Regions from separate parts of the Xenopus laevis genome. Here region 2 is linked to region 1. Evidence: chromatin contacts called from public Hi-C data. All regions are on one chromosome and are shown on one strand. Each heading gives the region's core, a stretch centred on a gene start, on an enhancer-like site or on the middle of the called end of the contact. The rest is flanking DNA. Distances are from core to core; before and after follow the strand shown. Region 1 holds the start of prkrip1.L (PRKR interacting protein 1) L homeolog). Region 2 overlaps nlk.L (nemo-like kinase L homeolog).

Region 1 (4,606 bases), core at 420-2,919:
AATTATGCAGGCTGAGAGGGGTTCCCAAACATTTTCATATGACTGTATATGATATTTTCAAATGCTCAGTGGTTTTAAAGCTGTTTGTAACTGTCGAAAGCAGTATTCTTTTTTTCCTTTCTGTGCTCCTGGTTCTGATTTTTTAAACAAGGTAGCAGTCCGTTCTTCTCCAGCCAAGGCAGTTCTGTTAATCTGTTGGTTTCTGCTACATTGTTTCAAAAATCCAAGCCACCAAGGCAGGAAAAGCTAGAAGGATAGGCCAAACTATATTATTTGCAAAACCACATCAATATTATGTGATCATATGCCCATCAGAGTTTTCATGCAGATGAAGATGATCCTGAGCGGGTACAGCAGATTATTAAGAGGGCTATAGAAGATGCTGACTGTGTGCTAAATAAAGTAAGTTCTTACGTAGGTTATATAAGCAGATCACCCCCCTTTATGTTGACGAAACTGGCTCTGTTTCTTCTTGTCGTTTCCAGATCGCTTTCAGTGGAGACTGGGTGGGTGGGAGCAGGGCCTGAACTAGGGGTAGACATAGGAGGCACGTGCCTAGGGCACAAAGCTGGAGGGGGTGCCAGGCACAGTACCTCTTCTGCCGCCTCCCCTAGTTTGAACCCTTGTGTCCCCCGCCCCTATGGGGCTTGCTTGTTTGTGTTCACGAATAAGGAGGAGGCGACATGGTTACCTAGTTACCTAGTGTGCCTGGCCGACTTGGCCTGGCAAAGGGTGGGAGATTCAAACAGCTGTCAAAATCACCCGCACTGTCCCCTGTGAATATGCAGACAGCAGGTGCCATGCCGCCCTAATCCTTTGTGGCCTGCCCACAAATCTGGGCCTGATTGCACCCGCGCCTGCACCCCCTTGGGCCTGCATAGGGTTGCCACCTGGCCGGTAAAAATGATGGATGATCCCAATGTTATTAATAGGGAAAAAAGAAATATTAGAAGGTTGGTATTTTTTTCCGGAAAAGGTGGCAACCCTACTTGGAGCCCGCAGTAAGTCACATTGTGTGAGGCAGGTCAGAGGTAACTTTTTTGGCTGGCATGGGGGAAGAGCGTGATTTCGCAGGGGAGGCACACGTGTCTAGTTACGCCACTGAGCTTGAGTCTCATATATCCATTTAATCAGATATACAGATCAAACAAATGTGTTTGGCTGTGACCTAGGCACTGTGAGTGTGTGTGTGACATACTGGGGGAGGGATGAGAGGAGCTGATGTGACTGTCACTGATTGGGGGGTGTTCACTGTACTACTACTTAGGGTTACGTCTGTTACTTTACTGTGACTGGGGGCTGCTGTGCTGTAAGTGGTGGGGTTAAGTAGGTGTGTTACTGGGCAGTCATGGGGGCACCAGTGCTGTAATTGGCGGGGGAGAGCTGGAGAGCTACACACTAAGCTTATATATGCATGTCAGTGTCAGATCCATTGCAATCCTGAGCGAAAACTCTAGTCGCTGCACATGCGCAGTCTGTCTCATATCGGATTAAAGCGTTATCCACCAAATTTAGCCCCTTGTGATCTGCGTGCGTCTGTGTTTGTCCGTGTATTTCTCCACAATCCCTAACTCTTGAGTTCTCGGACCTGCCTCTTTGGCAATTCAGCCAATCGCTGTAGCCTTCCTCCCTCCCACCAACACTTCCTGTGCGGCGGCATTTCCGTGTGCAGCGTGTGGTGCAGAGAGAAAACAAACATCATAAGTCAACGAGAGAAGGTGAGGGAGTGTGAATGAGTGAGTGCTTGTTAGCCAGACAGCTCGGGGCTGGTTTGTACTGTCCTTCATGCTGTATTCAGAGGCACTACACTTCAGCTTCTCTGCCCACACTATAATCCTCCTGTAATATCTCATACCTGCAAGACAAATCTAGTTCTTGTAGTATCTAGTGGCTTGTATGGTCCCCACTGCAGAATGTATATTCCTCTCTCCCTTACCTTCCTGGAGGACTACACTTCCAGTCTTGCAGCTCTCCCTTTATCATGTCTCTGCAAGATTCAAGTCTTCCCAGTGGTCCCCTCATTTGTGGGTTTGCCACACAGTATGTTTACATTGGCTTCCAGATGATGCAGGACTGTGCCCGGGTTAAGAAACGCTGGTTTAATTGGACTCCTGCTTATTCTGCATCTTGCTGGGAGAACTAGTATCTATGAAGCTTTCTTCTCATCTTAGTCATGCAGACTTGTGCCTGTGGCATGATATTAAAAGGTAAACATTGGTGCTCATTGCAAAGTTAGAATCACATCAACTATTTTCCCTTTCTTCTTAGATTTGGGATATTTCGTGGATCCCTGAACAAGGAGTAAACATGGCAAAAGAGACTGGGACAGCAAAGCCAGCCCGGCAAAAGAAAGAACCTCAGCCGCTCGTCATCCCAAAAAATGCAACTGATGAGCAAAGGCTGAAACTGGAGAGGTTGATGAGGAACCCTGTAAGATGTGACTGATTGGGGGGGGGGATTATGTGAATGGCAAGTTTTGGCACTTCATCTGTTTCAAAACTACAGCTGCCAGCACCTTCTGCTACTGTCAGTTGTACTTATGCAACGATTGGATTACCAAAGTTTGGTAAATTTTAGGGATGCACAGAATCCACTATTTTGGATTAGGCCGAACCACCGAATCCTTTGTGAAAGATTCAGCCGAATACCGAACAGAATCCGAACCCTAATATATAGGGATAATAGGGATGGGACTGGGAAAACATTTTTTACTTACTTGTTTTGTGACAAAAAGACACACGATTTCCCTCCCGCCCTAATTTGCATATGCCAATTACGATTCGATTTGGCTGAATCCGAATCCGGCTGAAAAAGGCCGAATCCCAAATCGAATCCTGGATTCTGTGCATCCCTAGTAGGTTTTGCAGACTGTTTTCAACTTTGAATTTAAATGGTACATATTTTGAATGCCATATGCATTTGAGTCCAGGGACCTTCAGCCTGTGGCACTCTAGCTTTTGTTGAACTACAATTCTAAACACCCGCAAACCACCAAAAGCAACATCTAATGGGCTATACTCTTAAAGTACGTTGCCTTTACAAGTGTTTTTTATTTTTCAATCCTCAATCCTTACGTCCCTCTTGCCAACAAAGCATTTGCTGTATTTTTCAGAATGATTGCAGATGCAAATAACTTGTATGTCGCTGCCCCGCCCCCATCTTGTGCTGAACTATAATTCCCCGCATGTCCCAAAAGCCTCCTTTGGATAGATGTTTTTTATAGTGTGGCTTTAGAATGGTATGCACCACGTGCTGATATATATGACTAACACTGGAATGTTCAAGTAAAGTCACTAAATATTTGTTGTGAAAAAGTAAAACACAATTATTATTATGTCATCCCCATAAGCATCTTTTCTCTATTGTAAACAATCTCAACTTGGCCAGGATTGCTTCATCACTGAGATCAGGTTAGTTCATCTTCTCTAGGCGTTTATTTCATTAATGTCCCTTTTGAGCAACGATCATGTCGTTTTTGTGTGAAAGGAAAATAACAAAGTCCAGTTTCTCAGTGTATTTATTAGTTGCTAAATAATTTTGCCAAAAATAAATAGCAGCATTTTAATCATTTTATTTATCATCCCCCTTAACCCGGTTTGGTTTTTGTAGGATAAACCTGCTACCGTACCTGAGAGGCCCAAAGAATGGTCTCCAAGATCTGCTCCAGAATTTGTCAGAGATGTCATGGGTAATCATTAACCTAAACTGTATTTGTAGTATGTTACGTGTCTTGCACCCCTTAGGGCGACATAATTCCATACTGTGCACATGGACATGCAGTAAGTGGGATAATTTAGATTGCGGCAATTATAATATACTGAACATGATCACTAGATTTTATAATTAAATGCATTCGTTATTACATACAAATAATTGCATCCCTGATTTTAGCAGTAATTTAAACTCTGCCGCAGGCATGTAATTTATTTTCCCAGATTACATGAATGCACAGCTTACGTTAATATAAATACAGTTTAATACTAATTAATAAGATAAGTTACTGCTGTCACATAAGTGATATTGATGTGTCTGGTGAACCAAGTAGAAAACAGTAATTGCAATAAGATGAGCCAAAAATTTACAAAAATTCTTTATCACTATTATTTACATTGCCAGCAGTACTTTAAAAAAAAAATAACAACACAAATAGTATAATAAGTAAATATATGCAGTAACAAAACTTGCTTATAATAATATTCACTTATCCAGGATCAAGTGCTGGGGCTGGCAGCGGAGAGTTCCATGTATATCGGCATCTTCGGCGCAGAGAGTACCAAAGGCAAGAGTTTCTCGATGGGATGTCCGAAAAGGTTACTGATTTATATGTTTTTGTGATTTTTATTGTATTTATTGTATAGCGCTAACCAAATCAGAGTAAAACCCTCCTTAGAGCAGCATAGCATATATGGAAATAAATCTCCCATAAACTTTCCTTGAAATCCAATAATAAGAAAGTTTCATGTAGTCTTGGCTGATGTGTACATGCACCATATCCATGTTTGACTGGCATCTAAAATTAACACTGCTGCAATGTACATTAAAGGGGTGCAAAAAGTTATAATGGTGGTTGCAGAGGCTTATGGGATATTATATACTAACAGCAATA
Region 2 (5,087 bases), core at 1,965-4,464, 180 kb before region 1:
GAGTCCATTAGCAGTGTATAAAGAGATGTGAGTAACTATCAAGTAATAAATAAAGCTATTTATTGCAGATTGATTGAGTATTTACAAGTCAAGGTGACATACCTTATAAAGCTTTTAAAAGCAGCAGACTGAGGATTGATGCACAGAGGTACTCTGTTTCCTTTCTGCTGTTCCAATATAAACTGATGAATTATTTCTGCAGAGGAAAAAGAATGGGGGGGGGGGTAGAGAAAAGTAGATTATAGGTACAAAGGCAAAGACAGTAACAAATATTTCACATGAGGCATTATGGCACTTTTATACATTTTATCAGGAGTCGTGACACGAAAAAAAGTGTTTTGTATATTACTGTTTTCTGCAGTATGGCAGCAGCAGACCAAATGCCCCATGTGCCCAATACAAACACATTATAGTAAAGAAACTCTCACAGTAAATCAGACAGTAGTTAGGTGCACCCTCATATGTCCATAGGCACTCATGAAAAAATAGCATGTCTAGAAAGTAGAATGGCACCAGCATCTAACCATCTAATACAGTGAAACCTCAATTTTACATCCCCTGATTTTAAGTTTGCCCTCTTTTTACATTGTTATTTTGTGATCCCACCTATATATTATGCATAATACAGTTCCCTGATTTTACACCTTTTTTCCTGGTCCCCTAAAAAACGGAAAATTGGGGGGTTCTATTGTATATGAATATACAGTCACTATATGGATGAAGCTGTATTACTGTATAGTTTAGCATTAACAGCAATTCCAGCAATTTTACACCTCTTCTTGCCGCTAACATGGTTCACTACAGTATGCTAACCCCCAACTCTCTGTTTCTCCTGAGTCAACTGCAGCCCATACTTTCTATTAAATCATTATTTTAAAGGGGTGGTTCACCTTTACGTTAACTTTTAGTATGTTACAGAATGGCTAATTCTAGGCAACTTTTCAAATGGCCTTCATGTTTTCTTCATAATTTTTAATTTGCCTTCTTCTTCGTCGCTGATCCCATTTAAAAAACAAATGCTCTGTAAGGCTACAAATTTATTTTTAGTGCTACTTTTTATTACTTATCTTTCTATTCAGGCCCTCTCCTATTCATATTGCAGTCTGTTGCTAGGGTAATTTGGGCCCTAGCAACCAGACTGAAGACAATCCAAACAGGAGAGCTGTTGAATAAACAACTCAAAAACGAAATAATAAAAAATACAAACCAATTGCAAATTGTCTCAGAATATCACTCTCTGCATCATACTAAAAGTTAATTTAAAGGTGAACAACCCCTTTAAGTTATTACCAGTCATTTTATAAGCATTATAAAACAATTAACTCAGACAGTGTCAGTCTGGGGTGCCAGGGTCCCACCTGAAAACTTTAGCTCATAGACCCACACTCCAAATTATTTATTTTCCACTTTTCTGTCTATCCTTCGATCCATTGTTATTACTAGTCCTCATGCAAAAGTAGGTAACAGCTATGAGATAGGCATGAAACTAGTTGCATGAAGCTTTACTGGGTCCATTGGGAGTTTCTGGTCCCATGATGGGCCAGTGCAACTGTGCAGCCAGCATCAGTGTCATATATACTATGACTTTGTATATCCTATTTACTTTGTATATTGCCCATTTAATCTGAGCATTCCATTCCTGCTTGGACAGCTCACATAAGAGTAATTTATTTCTAATGCTTCACATTTGCCTTGAGATGTTTTAAATGGATAGTTAACTCCAATGCAATAGCTGTTGCTTTTGGCTGTACTACAGCCACCATAAAATGTGGGATTATATTTCTTGAATTGATTGTAGAGGAGTAAAATGTTTAACTGATAAACAGTGTGAAAATCATTTACTGGCAGTAGTTGAGGTGTATACTCATTTCCCTTTTGTCACACCACAATAAGATGAACGCCTAAGGTTATTCTACGACTCAGTACTTGCCTTTCACCTGCCGAACAGAACTGAGGTTCTTTTCAAAAGTGTCATCAAATTTTGGATTTGTGATCGGCTCAAAATCACTGGTGTAGACCCTCCCGGAAGAAGTTGAAAAACAACATTTGCACATGCAAGTGTGATATCGCAAGCGGCCTTCATCCAGGTACGGGTGAGCCAAGGCATCTTTAGCCGATATCCGTTTGGACTGAAAAAAAAACAAAGACGAAATGTTAGTTTATAATCCAAAGCAGAAAAGTTTATATGGATTCAGTTCTGGAGTATTTATCATTTTTGACATTGAACTTTTTCAAGCATGAAAATGCTCCAAAATGCTTTCGCATTCTAGGGATAGGGTTACATTGACTTCTGGAGAACATGGAGGATGCACACTATCTACACTCACATAATAAATATTAAATTACTGCTTAGTAAGTAAAATGGTCACTAGAGGGCGATAAAGACTTTAGCATGATGACAAATAACATTATAAATACATTCGACAGCCATTTAGACGATATAGTCTGCGGCGTTGGACTTCTAACGATCTATGTCATTTAATTATTACCATTAAATGCTTATGCAGCAGCATTTGAAGTTTATGTTCATATATTGATGGGACACTCATACTTTAATTGTTGATGCTTGGTTTTGAAGATGTTGTATAAGCATTAGAAGCATAAGAACTGTTCATGAGCAGTTAGTTTTGTAGCACTATTACCAGTTTGCAAATAAAACCAAATAAAACAAGGACAGAAATCCTGTAGGTGACCTTTAATCTGAGTGGGTAACAGAGTAAGGACAAGCTTTGTGCTGTTATTTATTGAACTTTATTCTGTTTTGGCATAGTCATGCTTATGCACAGAACCCAGTGTACCAACAGGGCTCTCGTGCTTTGCTTCAGGCGTGAGTAAACACAGAACATCAGGTTTTATGCTTGAGGGAACAAATGGCATTCAATGTACAATGCACAAAATGATCTGTGCCTCACGCCTCTGCTAAATCAGCAGGGTTCTATGGATTGGTTAGGTGGCCCAGAATGAACTGTAAGTGCTACAGGGTCCAGCAAGCTTCTGGCACTGAATAAGGTGCCAACATATTTCTGTTAGAGGATCACTATAAAGGCAAATGTTAGTAGAGGAAGAAATAACCCTGGGAATGGGCAAGTCCTACTTACTGGATCAAAGACCAGCATCCTGCAGAGCAGATGGACAGCTTCATGAGTTGCCTGGCTGGACAGTGTGTAGAGGACAGGAAGAGATGGCTGAAAGGACAAAAAGAAATAATGAAGAATAAAGCCTGCTGTGGCACAGATAAAAGGGCTGCTCTGTGTAACTGCTCTGGCTATTCCTGTAGTCAGCAAGCACAGCACTCCTGTCATTCTGATTAAGGGAGAAGCAACGTCCCACTGCAATGAGCATTCCTCATCTCCCGCTGTCTATGTTATCACCATAATAACCTTTGGTACTCGGGGGGGATCAGCAGTTTACGGCATACGCTGTAATGTGTTTAAGTAACGGCAGATGTACATAAGCAAACATTGCTTTACACGTATACACTGAATCCAGTGGGATGCCAAGAGAGGTACATTTCTAGAAGAGTAGCATAAGTTCTTAAAGGAATTGTTTAGTATAAAAATAAAAACTGGGTAAATAGATAGGCTGTGCAAAATAAAAAATGTTTTCAATATAGTTAGTTAGCCAAAAATGTAATGTATTAAAAATGGAGTGACTGGATGTGTAACATAATAGCCAGAGTAGGATGAAGATATCGGCACACAAGGCATACAAGTTGCAGGGAGTACCCTGCTTGATTTATTGTGCGGAATGTAACATTTCTGGGACACGCCCCTTTGACAAGCATGTGGGAACCGTAGTGCAGGAAATACAAATAGGGTGGTCAATTAATGAATTAGCATATACAATGTTATAAAATAGCAAAAATGTATAAATAATTACATGATAATTAGTATTAAATCCCCCATATTAGGTGTCCAAGGTGTATATTGCACACTATAGTCCATAATTGGAAGCATCAAAAAATAAGTCCATAGGTGCTTGAGAAAATCCGTAAGTGCAAAAGAAAAAGTCCAATATTAACAGTGGCCTAAAAAGGAAACACCACTTGTATATTTAAATAAAGTAACAAAAGATAAAACCAAAATTAGGATAAGGCAATTGGCAACATTTGTAAAAGGTTACAAAGTATCATGCTACCCGTGAAACGTTGCGTTCCACATAATAAAACAAGCAGGGTACTCCCTGCAACTTGTATGCCTTGTGTGCCAATATTTTCTTCCTACTCGATTGTGAGGTTGCCGGATCCTCTAATATTGTGCACCAAGCTAATTTGATCAAGGGTGTGCGACCGTTTGTTTCCTTGCGTAACATAATAGCCAGAACACTACTTCCTGCTTTTCAGCACTCTTGCTTTCCACTGATTGGTTACCAGGCAGTAACCAATAAGTGACTTGAGGGGGACATGGGCTATAACTATTGCTTTTGAATCTGAGCTAATAGTTTTGTCCCAATTGACCCTCCCTCAAGTCAGTGATTGGTTATTGCCTTTGGAAACAAAGAGAGCTGCAAAGCAGGAAGTAGTGTTCTGGCTATTGTGTTACACATCCAGTCACTCCATTAAATTTTTGGCTAACTAACTATATTAGAAACATTTTTTATTTCGTACAGCCTATCTATTTACACAGTTATTTTTACACAGAACTGTTCCTTTAAGCATGATTATCAACACGTATTCATACAGCACCAACAGGTCCTGGTTAGCTAACAACTCACTGCATGTTGGAGTCTAATAAGATGTTAATTACAAAACTCGTATATAGGTTAAGCACAAGTGCTGTGCACACAACCATGCACTTGGCATTAGGAGAAATTGGCTACACCTCTGCAGGGCATCACCAAGGGAAAAACATATCATTTTAGCAATAGCAACACCAAGAGCCACAATAAAGGTTCACTGAAAACTCAATACAGGAGAACATCTCCAGACAGCCAGGCCACAGACAATGCATAACCCCAGACAGAGGGCTGCCAGCAGGCAATGCATCAATTAAACCAAACAGACAAGAACAGCCCTATGCATTTTGTTCACAGAGCAGCATCCAGTGCAACTATCACAAAAATGAAACTTCAACTCATGTTTCTAAACA

Evidence for each region. A called contact is a pair of places that touch in the nucleus more often than the background predicts.
Region 2: a contact with region 1 is called in a Hi-C map of the XL177 cell line, with 3 times the contacts expected there. The contact joins the enhancer-like site here to the promoter of prkrip1.L in region 1. A contact is called at or near these places in 2 of 4 Hi-C or Micro-C datasets (the XL177 cell line and the XTC cell line).

The regions. Positions count from the first base shown.
Region 1 is chr2L:48,039,164-48,043,769 of Xenopus_laevis_v10.1, reverse strand. It overlaps prkrip1.L (PRKR interacting protein 1) L homeolog), which reads left to right and starts at 1,669. Exons shown (of 7, transcript NM_001092454.1): 1 at 1,669-1,718; 2 at 2,269-2,430; 3 at 3,610-3,688; 4 at 4,210-4,310. The coding sequence starts at 2,308.
Region 2 is chr2L:48,220,233-48,225,319 of Xenopus_laevis_v10.1, reverse strand. nlk.L (nemo-like kinase L homeolog) reads right to left here. Exons shown (of 11, transcript NM_001091101.2): 8 at 3,099-3,185; 9 at 1,931-2,129; 10 at 103-196. Among protein-coding and RNA genes, the nearest start is that of tnfaip1.L, 20 kb to the left of the region's middle. Within about 2 kb of position 3,214, at least 2 of the 7 cell types and tissues checked have an H3K27ac peak or open chromatin away from gene starts, as enhancers often do.